Linked DNA regions of Mus musculus: region 1 is linked to region 2. Evidence: chromatin contacts called from public HiChIP or PLAC-seq data. All regions are on one chromosome and are shown on one strand. Each heading gives the region's core, a stretch centred on a gene start, on an enhancer-like site or on the middle of the called end of the contact. The rest is flanking DNA. Distances are from core to core; before and after follow the strand shown.

The links. HiChIP or PLAC-seq counts read pairs in DNA pulled down with a chosen protein or histone mark.
Region 1: an H3K4me3 HiChIP or PLAC-seq map of microglia shows a contact between it and region 2, with 4 times the contacts expected there. The contact joins the promoter of Grik4 here to the enhancer-like site in region 2. A contact is called at or near these places in 5 of 39 promoter capture datasets (the 3T3-L1 cell line, cranial neural crest, frontonasal cranial neural crest and 2 more), 4 of 484 Hi-C or Micro-C datasets (cerebral cortex, differentiating spermatogonia and embryonic stem cells), 6 of 115 datasets of contacts at active chromatin or transcription factors (bone marrow-derived macrophages, craniofacial prominence, embryonic stem cells and 2 more) and 3 of 9 other capture datasets (adipose tissue, embryonic stem cells and pancreatic islet).

Annotation. Positions count from the first base shown.
Region 1 is chr9:42,943,101-42,948,585 of GRCm38.p6, reverse strand. It overlaps Grik4 (glutamate receptor, ionotropic, kainate 4), which reads left to right and starts at 4,215. Exons shown (of 21, transcript NM_175481.5): 1 at 4,215-4,259. It overlaps Gm36648 (a long non-coding RNA gene), which reads right to left and starts at 878. Exons shown (of 3, transcript XR_379315.3): 1 at 231-878; 2 at 1-51.
Region 2 is chr9:42,834,842-42,839,866 of GRCm38.p6, reverse strand. The region is part of intron 1 of Grik4 (glutamate receptor, ionotropic, kainate 4); the gene reads left to right. Among named protein-coding and RNA genes, the nearest start is that of Grik4, 110 kb to the left of the region's middle. Within about 2 kb of position 2,111, at least 60 of the 459 cell types and tissues checked have an H3K27ac peak or open chromatin away from gene starts, as enhancers often do. A contact at or near this core is called in bone marrow-derived macrophages and microglia, where this site is marked.

The sequences.
Region 1 (5,485 bases), core at 2,966-5,465, 110 kb before region 2:
CAACCAATCAGGTCTTTACAACTCAGGCGCCTGGGCTGTCTGTTGTTAAACCTGTGGTGGGAGAAGAAAGGAGGGAAGTGCTTTTGCTCTTAAGCTCCCCTGGAGACAGACCTCTTCCCTTAAGCTCCCCTGGAGACAGACCCCTTCTCTTCAGATCCCTGGAGACAGACCTCTTCCCTTAAGATCCCCTGGAGACAGACCCCTTCTAGACTCCCGCTCTAGAGACTGACCTGACCATCTGTTCCGCTGTCACTCCTGAGATCCTGAGACCCGATTTCCACACATTTGGTCTCCAGAGGATTGCTCTCAGTTGGCATCCCAAGGGCTTCCTGGAGCCCCTTGGCAACTGCTTGGTTGGTCTTGGTCTATCAACTGCCTTGTCACTCCTGTGTGGAGACCCTCGATCCTATATTCCAATGGCCACTCCCCTGTAAATAAATCCCTCTTGTTTGTTCACTCCCTGCCTGCCTACATCATTCTTGGAGGGGGTGGGCAAGACAAGGGCCCAGTCTGAGACAGGAGAACCCACCATCTCCTACTGAGGACAAAATATTCTGCTTCGTGGCTATAACTACTGAGGCAAAATACAAAGAGGGGAGAAGCTAAAATATAAATATGGGAGAACAAGTTCACAGGCTATTAGAGCAGACACGAAACAAATAAGTAAGCATAAACCCAAACGAGTACAAGAGAAGACCGCATGAAAAATTAGTTCTGCCGGGAAGGGATTAGATAGCAAGGTCGGAGAAGCTTCTGGAAGGGATGATTCTTAAAAGATTTGAATGGTAAAAAATGTACTCGTGGGGATGGAGAGATGGTAACTGCACATGTGCACACCAACATGGGCATGTGCACACACGTGCACACACACACACACACACACACACACACACACATACACACACATACACACACACACACACACACACACACACACACACACACACACACACTGTCCCATGTACTTGTGTATCTGTGTGGAAAATTTCAGGCAGAATTCAACATTCTAAGGTTCAGTGGCATAAAATTGGGTGAGCAGAGAAGTCAGGGGCTTTGTGATTTTGTTTTGGGATAGGGATTCATGGAGCATAGAACTTGGACTCCCACTTGACTTTGAATCTCTCTTCTTTTCCCCTACTTACCAAGTGGGATTACAGGCCCGGGCTGCTATATGCACTTTATGAGGATTGAGAGAATCATTCTGACAATAGAGTGGATTTCCCAGCCTCCAAGAGCTTTGGTACCGATGAAGTATGCTATGGGGAGAGGTGGAAGATGGAGTAGCAGCAACCTTTGACCTGTACTGAGGTAGGTTGGACCCAGTTTTACCTTATGGGTTCCATTAGGTCAGTAGAAAGCCAGGTAGCTTGTGTTTCCGACATCCATCTGACAGTTGATTGAGGAAAGACTTAAGGGAGCTAGCCCTTCAAACCTGGAGCCAGTTGGAAATGATTGGAACAGTCCCCAAGAGAGGATAGCAGGTCATGTGTGGACAAGCTATTTGGTCGCTGGGGGTCTCAGTTGGTCCCAATTTTTGCAGGCAGGTCATCATCACCTTGTATTGAGCTTTCACGGGTGCTTCTGGGATAGATACATTAGGTGTAACTCAGAGCAAGCACTTCTCTTTGTGCTGTACCTGAGGCCAATACAAAGAGAGAAGAGCTAAAAATAAACACTGGAGAACAAGCTTATACAGGCACCAACAACCGAAGAACTTGGATCCACCAGCTAATCAGGATGGCCAGGTACACAGAGTTCTGTCTGTCTAGCCCAGCATGGGAGCTGGCAGTGAGTGATGCTTCAGGCAAGAGGGCTTCGTTTTCCATCTCCTCTGCTTTTACCATTCAAGATGTGAGGCAGCTCTTGTTGTCTGATCTCTCCCTACTCTCCAGAGGCGATCTGGACTGAGCTTCCTGCTTCTAGAAGTTACCTGGTATGGGGTTGAATTTGGACAAGTGGTACTGGCTACGGAGGAATAGAGAGAGAGTCCAAGCATTGGATATCTCATGTCCACAGCTATGTGGATGGGGATGGGGAGAAAGGGCAGTGGCTAGGGCATCGCTAAGTAAGGATGAAGGTGGGCTTTTCCGGCACTGGTTTGCAAGGTCTCTTTGCTTCCATGGGCAGAGACTTAAAGAAGACAATCTACCCTCACAGGAAGTGAAGAGACGGGAGTTTTCACAAGGCCGCAGGTTACCAGCAGGTTACAGGTTACTAGTCTTAAAACCAACCCCTCACACCTCCCTTGGCTCATAGAATGAGCTTCCAAGGCCAACGAATACGAAGAAACGTTTTTCATATTGAATTATCTTCCTGTCCTAACTCTTAAACCTCTATGGGCGTGCTGTTGTTGAATTCTTCCAGTAGACTAAGAACCATGCATGTCACTCTGAAGTCACCAGGGACTGTGAAATAACTTATCCTGCTCACAGGGATGCCCCTCACTGCTGTCAGCCCAGAGCAGGTTCTGCATACACTACCGATACCGTCCTCTCACTCACGCTAACAGGTTCTAGCATTCCAAGGCAGGGAAAGGCGCTGCAGTCACCTCAGGATAGGATAGGAGTGTCCCACAGATCACCTTCAACTCATTCAGAAGGCAGGGTAAGGTCCACCTTGCCAAGTTGATGTGAAAGCCTTTGGGAATGGCACTTGAATAAATGGTGTAGTCTTGACACAGGATAAATGTTAAAAAAAAAAAAAACTGGACTGAAGAAATGGAATCCTATCCAATATGGAAACCTTTGACCTGTGCTGAGGCAGGTTGGATTCAACTTAACCTCATGGATTGGTTTTATTAGGTCAGTAGAAAGTCAGGTAGCTTGTGTTCCTGACATCCGTCTGACAGTTGATTGAGGAAAGACCGAAGGGACTGGAGCTATCCAGAGTGGCCGGTCCTGTGCCAACAGAGCACTCATAAAGTCCAGTCTGGGAGAGGAGGTGGGAGAGAGAACAGGCTCTTACAACCACAATCGCCACCCCCCCCAGCCCCCCAAGCAGGTAACTCAGCTCTGCTGCCCTCCCGGCATGATATAGGGAGTGTCAACAAATATCCTGTAGTCCGTGTATATTGTCCTCCCAGGCCCTAGAACCAACCAAGAATGCCTAGAACAGCCCCTTCGTGGAGACTTTAGGGTAAGCAGGTGGTTAGGTGTGAAGGAAGAGTGGGAGACGATTGGGAGGCTGGCTTAGATGCTTTCCGGGTTTGTCTACGGCTAAGACTCTGGGTTTGAAATGAGGAACTAATCGGTTTGAGGAAGTCACTTGACCCCCTGAGGCCTCCTGCTCCTCTGCCCTCTCCTTTTCTAGCCCCCCACCCACCCACCCCAAGGCTGCTATGATGTGGCCAAATGATCCCTCAAACCAAGTAGCTTGGTTCTCTCTTGGTCCAGCCCCCAGCTCCTGGTGAAGGCTAGGTCTTTCACCTTTCCTAGGCCGAGGTTTCCTTATGTGTAGCATAAAGTGACAACTTCTCCCAGGAGGTCTGTGTGCACAAACCAGTAGACTTCCAAACGTGAGCTGTGGTTCTTCGGCCTCCTGAAACATTGTGGTCTATCTGGCCTTGCTAAAGCAAAGCTTCACCCAGCTCCGCGCCACCACCGAGGAGGCCGCAGTCTCTACGCCTCGTCCCCTAGGTCTGGCCCCTAAAACGCCACCAGGAGTCGCCCTTCGCCCACCGAAGCAGGCCAAGCTAATAACTCCTGCGGACCAGGGCGGGCTGCCCCTTGGCGCTGGATGGTGAAGTGTACCCCAGCTCCTCACTTGGGGGTCAGTCCTCTGCAGCGCCCACCCGGAGCCCCCCCATCCCCGGCCCGCCGTCTCCCGATCGTCCGGATCAGGGAAGCTGCAAGTTTGGCTCTGTCTGTTCCGGCCTCCCCGCCTCGCCGCTCGGCTACCTAGGTCCGGGTCCCCAGCTAAAGACCCCGCCGGCGAGCGGAGACTCCGGCGGCCGCGGCCCGGAAGGGACGCCCCCTCCCCGGCCGGCCGCGTGCGGGACCGCCGCAGTTCCCTCACTGCCCGCCGGGCGGCGCCTCAGCGCCTTTCCGCGCGCCTCCCGCGCTGCCCGCTCCCGGCTCGCTCGCAGCCGGACACAGACTCTGCCTTCGGCTGCTGGCGGATCGAGCTGGAGCCGCCGCCGCCGCCGCTGCGGAAGAAAAAAAAAAAAAGAAAAAAAAAAAAAAAAGGGAAAACAACAGCCGGGCCGCCGGCCGAGCAACGTCGGGTCCCCAGCTTGGCGCCCGGAGTGCGGAGCCGCCCAGGTAAGGGCAGCAGCCCCCGCGCCGCCCCCGACCGGCGCCCTACGCTGTCTCCCCGCGCCCCCCGGGGCTGCGCCGCACCCCGACTTCTGACGTCTCCGCCGCTAGCTCCCTCCGGGCCGCGGCCCGCACCCTGCCTGGCCCCGCTCCCGCCTCCAGCTGCCCAGTCCCCTGCACTCTGATGCCTGCGACCCCGGATTCTCCGCTGAGCCCCCGCCACCTTGCCCCGTACTTCCCCTAGTCTCCATCCCTGCCTGCTTCCCCCTGCGCCTCCTCTCCTCCGCTCCGATCCTCCTTCTGTGATCCTCCCTCTTCCCAGTCCAACTCCCAGCCCAGCCTCTGCCCCCTGCAGGGATGACGGCCCCTTCCCGACACTGGCGATTCTACCCCGCCTCGTCACCCTCGGCTTCTCCTACGGGCCGCTCTTGCCCGCCACAGTCTTCCATCAGACCAGCCCGGCTTCTGAGCCCCCTTCTCCCTTCCCTCTTTGCCATCTGTCTTGACCACCCCTGCTCGGGCCCTGGACTCCGGCCACCACCACACCCCCAACCCTGCACGCCGTCTTGCTTTGGGCCAAGCCAGCGTCCTATCAGAAATGACCCTCCTTCTTGCGACTAATGGGCCTCTTAGCCATCCCACCCTAGTTCACCCGAGTGGGAAGTAAGGGAAAAACTCTGGAGACCTGCATTGGGCGCTGGAGGGGGAAGGGGATCAGTGGAGGGGGAGGGGAGCTAAGGAGATGTTCTTTAGTGAGGACCGGGCAGAGCCGGAGTGGTTCCGACCCAGCTTGGGGTGGAAGGCGCCCTGGTGACGGCTGGGACAGGGGGTTTGTCCAAGGCGCCAAGAGCACCTGTGCCTCCCTCCCTGGGCTCCCTGGAGCTGAGGAAAGTGAGGGAGGAGGTGGAGCCTGGGGAGAGTTGGCCCAGGGCTTTGGGGTTGGGGGAGGCGCGACCAAAGGGATAGACAAGGCACGCGGGCCAGGTTGCCTGGCTGTAGCCAGGCTATGCAGGCTGAGCTGGTCCCCTCTTGGACCTTGGGCTGTGTGGTTCTTGGCATCTGTACTTGATGCTGCCATCTTCCTCTTGGTGCTGTTGTCTGGTGATGCCACGCGGTGCCACCTCCCTGCCTCCCTCCAGTGGCTCTTCTGGGCATGTCTCCCAGGGGCCTGGGCTGTCTGGAAAGAGGAGGGGAACTCTGGCTGGGCCTGGCCACTGTGCCTGACAAGTAGG
Region 2 (5,025 bases), core at 862-3,361:
TAAGCAAAAGCAGGCCATTGTTGGAATGTAAGACCACTCAAAGCTCCACAGTGAGAGCTCTTAGGGCCTTGCTATGCTGGTTGGTCCTATATCCTGGTTAGCTCAAGCTGTGCAAAATGATGGTGTTGATGTTGTTCCAGTTGTCCCCTGTCACTCCCTCCCCTTGCACCCTCCCACCTGTCCTCTTGTTTTTTTTTTTTTTTTTTTACCTGAATAACACTCAGGTTATAGGACTCAGTGTGTCCTGGCCTTGGGGTGGAGGAGCATCCCTGAGCTGAGATATAGTTCTGAGGTGGCTGCAAAGCTTCCTACCCCAGGCCCACACCCAAGATGCCTCTGCATTTGGCAGGAGTCAGCCTTCTGGAGAGGCTGATCACCCAGGCACACCCCTCCTGTGTGGGATCAGACTTCTCCAAGGCCCCTAGGCACACCCCTCCTGTGTGCTGACCCTGGAGTGGGGGTGGGGTCAGAGTATGCCATCAACTGCCAAGGTTGCCTCCATGGGATTTGGTGATAGTTCTGTTGGTGATGGTGCCTGTTGCTGCACCCCGTTTCCTTTTCACCCCAGCTATGCTGTGAACTGAATGCCTACTTTCTCGTTACTCTTCCACAGTCACGATCAGATGTGGCACCTTGGCCATCAGACCCTAAATCCATTTCCTTTTTTTGGGTGGGAGCTACCCCCCCCCCCCAGGGCCAGCAGTGTAATGGGGGAAGATTAGAGTCAAACGAGAGTGCAGTATTTTCAGAGCCGATGACGTCAGCGTCTCCTCAGCTTTGAGTTTCATTTAGAATGAAGTGCCATCAGCCAGGTAATTATCATGATCACATATTTAAAGTACTTAAATATTTGAAGCCATGTCAAGCATTTACCACTCTCTAAATCAGACATACCGGCTAGACTGTGACCAGGCCTCATGAGACGTCTAGCCTTTAGGGACCCGAGCCTTTCTGCAGTGGGAGGAGAGAGACAGGCTCCTGCTTGAGGGAGGCTCCTTGCAGACACTGTCTTCTTCCAGGTGTGTGGTACCCTGCAGGACATGTGAGCATGTGTGTGCTTCTGTGCATGGCCCTTAGCTCGATGGCTTAGATGCTTCAAGTATGTGACTGTCCTTTGCGAGGCTTCGGCGCCTGCCACCAGTGGTGTTCAGTTAGGGGGCCTAGAAGCTCTTAACTATTACTGCTATTAATAAAGATAAATTCTGACATTAAAACTGCACCGATTTGTCCCTTCTAAGGAAAGAGGGAAATGAAAGTGATATATGGCCAAGGTGAGGAAGGCTGTGTGCCGCTGTCAGCACGAGCAGGGAAGGGGCCGAGAGGCTGTTTCTCTCCATGCTGCCACTGTGGCTGTTGGCTGGGAGGAAGTGGTTGTGGGCAGGAGAGCATGTCTGGGTACGGAGGGGCTTTGAAAGAGCACTTGCCAGGGTGTCTGAAAGGTCACACTGCCTACCTCTTTTGCTTTTGCTAATGGAAGATCTGTGAGCATGGGGGTGTCAGGGTGGGGCAGTGCATTTGGTCTGCTATGCAGAAGCTGGAGGTAGCTTTCTGTCCCTTTGAGAAAACAGTCAAGGAAAGCAACTTGAAGGTGCTATTTCTGCTCGAGGTTCAGGGTCATGGCTTCATGGATGCTGACTGGCTGTTGCTCTGGGGCCTGTTGGGAGGCAGAACGTCATGGAGGAGAGCGAGCAGGGGAGTAAAGAGAGATGATGTCCTCATGACAGTGGGGAGCCTGAGGAGCTAGGGCCCCAAGAGCCCCTTCCTGAGCACCATCAAGGAAGTTTTTCTTGGAGAGACACCAACGTGTGCCGTTTTACTTCAGAGAAAACACTGAGCTTGGAGAGAAAGGATCTCGCCTCAGTCTAGTTCAGTGAACTGGCGAGTTTTCTGGGATTATTTCCAGGACCATGGGTGGGCCAAAGACAGCCGGGTCACTGAAAAGTCTTCTTCAGCATGGGTGACACCTCCACAAAAGCTGTACCCTGAAAGCCCCCTTCCCAATCTTCAGACAGCTCTGCCTGTCAGTCCTCTTTCCAGCAGTTGTTACCGTGGGCCTCTGAACCATGGACATTGCCAGAGCTTCCTGGCCCTCGTGAGTTTCCAGTTTCCTGAGTCTTAGGAGGCTTCCTCTTTTCTTCAGTTCGGAGGAAATGGCTGTAGAACAGGCGGGCAACAAAGACCTAAGTTCCCCCCACTAGACTCCACTTCCCCTCCTGGATGCTCTATCACTACACAAGAGCACTGCTGGATGGCGAGCAAGGCCGTGGTATGAGGACTTTTGTGGGGGACAGTGAAGATCTATGTCATAACAGTGAGAAAATATGCATTTGCACCTTGGCCCCTCCTTAAGCTGTGGAGATAGTTGGTGTACCCCTCTGAACTTCATCTCTGAAGTGAGCCCCCACTGCTATGTGTGTGTGCATGTGTGTGATGTTGTGTGTGTGTGTGTGAGAGAGAGAGAGAGACAGAGAGAGAGAGAGACAGAGAGAGAGAGAGAGAGAGAGAGAGAGAGAGAGAGAGAGAGAGAGAGAGAGAGAGAGAGAGAGAGAGAGAGAGAGAAGAGCTAGGCATTTCCGGACATGTTGTCAGCCACTTAATAAATGGTAGGAGGGGACACTGGTATCTTGCATTTCATAGCACCTTCTATTGCTAGCCATTAAAAGTGGCAGCCAGTACATTTGGTATGACATGCCAGGGTTTGACCCAAGGCTCCCCAGCTTGTAGTAGGTAGAGCTGGAATTCCAACTCAGCTCTCTCTACTCCAGAGCCTCTCCTTTCTGCTATGTCTAGTGCTTCTCAATGGGTGGAGGCAGAAATGGCCTGTGCTCCCTTCGGGTCCCATGTTGGGGAGACCCTGCATGTTCTGTCTGCAGGGCATGGCCCTAGCCTTTCTTGAAAGAACATCCAGATCTATGTGGTTCTCCTATCAGTTTCCCTCTCCAGGATGTTGCTGAGAGAGACCCTGCTCCTTTGGGGACGTACTTAGAGTGAATTTTAGGATACTTGGTGCTATGAGTAGAAGCTAGAAATCTTCTGATAGGGGTTTTGGGGACCAAAGAAGCCGGAGTGGAATTTGGCTACAGATACCCACGGCACTGTCTCTGAGGAGACCCTGGCAGACTGGTGGGAACTTCAGGGAACCTCATCTTTCTCTCCTCTCTGCTGATCTCTGCCTAGCACAAGCACAAGCTTTCAAACCAAGAGGTGATCTTCCAGCCTCTGAGAGGTGGCCAGCTTGAACAACCTTCTATGTCCTGCTGGATGGAAGCAGGCTGCCAACACCCACGCCTCACTCCAGCCAAGCTCTGCTTTGATGGAGGGGAGTGAGGAGAATGGTAACCAGGGATGTCAGGGACTTGAGCATCCATGGTCTCTTTTCCTGCTTCTTTATCCCATTCCAAGACAAGGAAGATATGTGGGTACCAGAGAGTGGGCCAGCTGTGGCTCAGACATCTTTTCTTCCTCTGTCTCTATAGGCTCTAGTGGGTGACTTGGCTATGGAGTCTGCACCAGCCTGTTGCAGTTGCTCAGATGAGAAGGGGGCTCACAGGGACTGCCCTTTAAATACCATAAGCTAGCCAGGGTGTACTAAGTCAGCTGTGTCAATTGATAGGCAGAGGTCAGAGGTCTCTTCCCTGGTGATGGAACTGGAGATATCTTGCCAAACCTCTGTCCTCTGCTCTCCTCTCCACTAATACATTTTAATGTTTATGTCATCTGTTGGGGTTCACCCCAAAGCCTGCCTTCCTGTCTCAAAAGCCACACTCTCAGAGGTTCCAGCTGAGATAGCACTGTCCATTCTCTTGGGAGGGAGGCAGCTGGTGGTGTAAAATTCGATCTTCATGGCCTCAGGTGAGTCCTGTGGGGATAGGGCTGTGTCTCTCCACTCTCCTACCTGCTCACGTTGTCTTGTGGTTATGACTTTTAAGTCATTAATTCTGCTTTATTAAAAAGGGAACTACCTCAGGGAAGGGAAATCTTGTTGAATTAGTCATGGACAGTTTAGTATAAATTAATAAAGTTGATGTTTTCCTGTTAGCTTTAGTGTGTGAGAGAGTATGATGAGGGATTAGGAAGGGTCCCAGATACAGGGTGAAGATGGAGAGAGACAGTGAAGGGCAGGAGCTAAGGGAATCCAGGACAAGCCTGACCCAGATTTGCCAGGTTATCGCTGGTCTTCAAAATTGTTTTGTTGTAAGATTTTCTAAAAAAGATTCTAGAAAGAAAATATGTATGTATGTATGTATGTATGTATGCATGTGTGTGTATGTATATGTATATATATGTATGTGTGTGTGTGTGTGTGTGTGTGTGTGTGTGTGTGTGATGTGTGTGTGGTGTAAGCGATAACATACAACTTAAAATTTTTACAAGGTAAACACACCTTGTATCTAATGTCCAGATTTATAAACAGCACCTATTTGCCCTGCTCCGATCTTCAACCAATCACTATAAAGCCCACGGCACCCATTGCTCTGACCTCTGATGCTGCAGACAGGTTTTGCACATGTGGACTTACTCTGCACGTGCCCTTTGTGTCTGGCTCTCTTTGGTTTACTGGGTCTATTTGTGAGAGCCGTCTGTAGCAAGGCTTGCTCATTTTCCTAGCAGTGAAGCTCCATGTGACTGTCACAGGTCACCTCTCCTGTGGCTGATGGACATTTGGATGTCTAGCTGTTGACTCTCAAGAGTAAAGCTTTAAAGCTTCAAATGTTTTTAAGTATATGTTATCCTCTTGTCTCTGGTTAGAAGCTTTTCTCCTGAGAGCCCTCCTCTGACTTCACCTCCAGCATAGATGAGTGTCCTGCTTGCCCCACATGGTGTCTGTTGTATAATAGATTGCAGCTCCCCGGCCGGTGTCTGGTGGGGAAGATGTTCCCAGAGGCTGGTTGGCTGAGTGATTACGTGATTGAATGTATAGGATAACCCACTCTCTTCATATTCTGCTCAGAGCTCACTCATCTCAGCACCTATGAAAAGCAAATGTTGGGGATCTAGGGTGATAGCGCAGTGGGTATCCAGAGT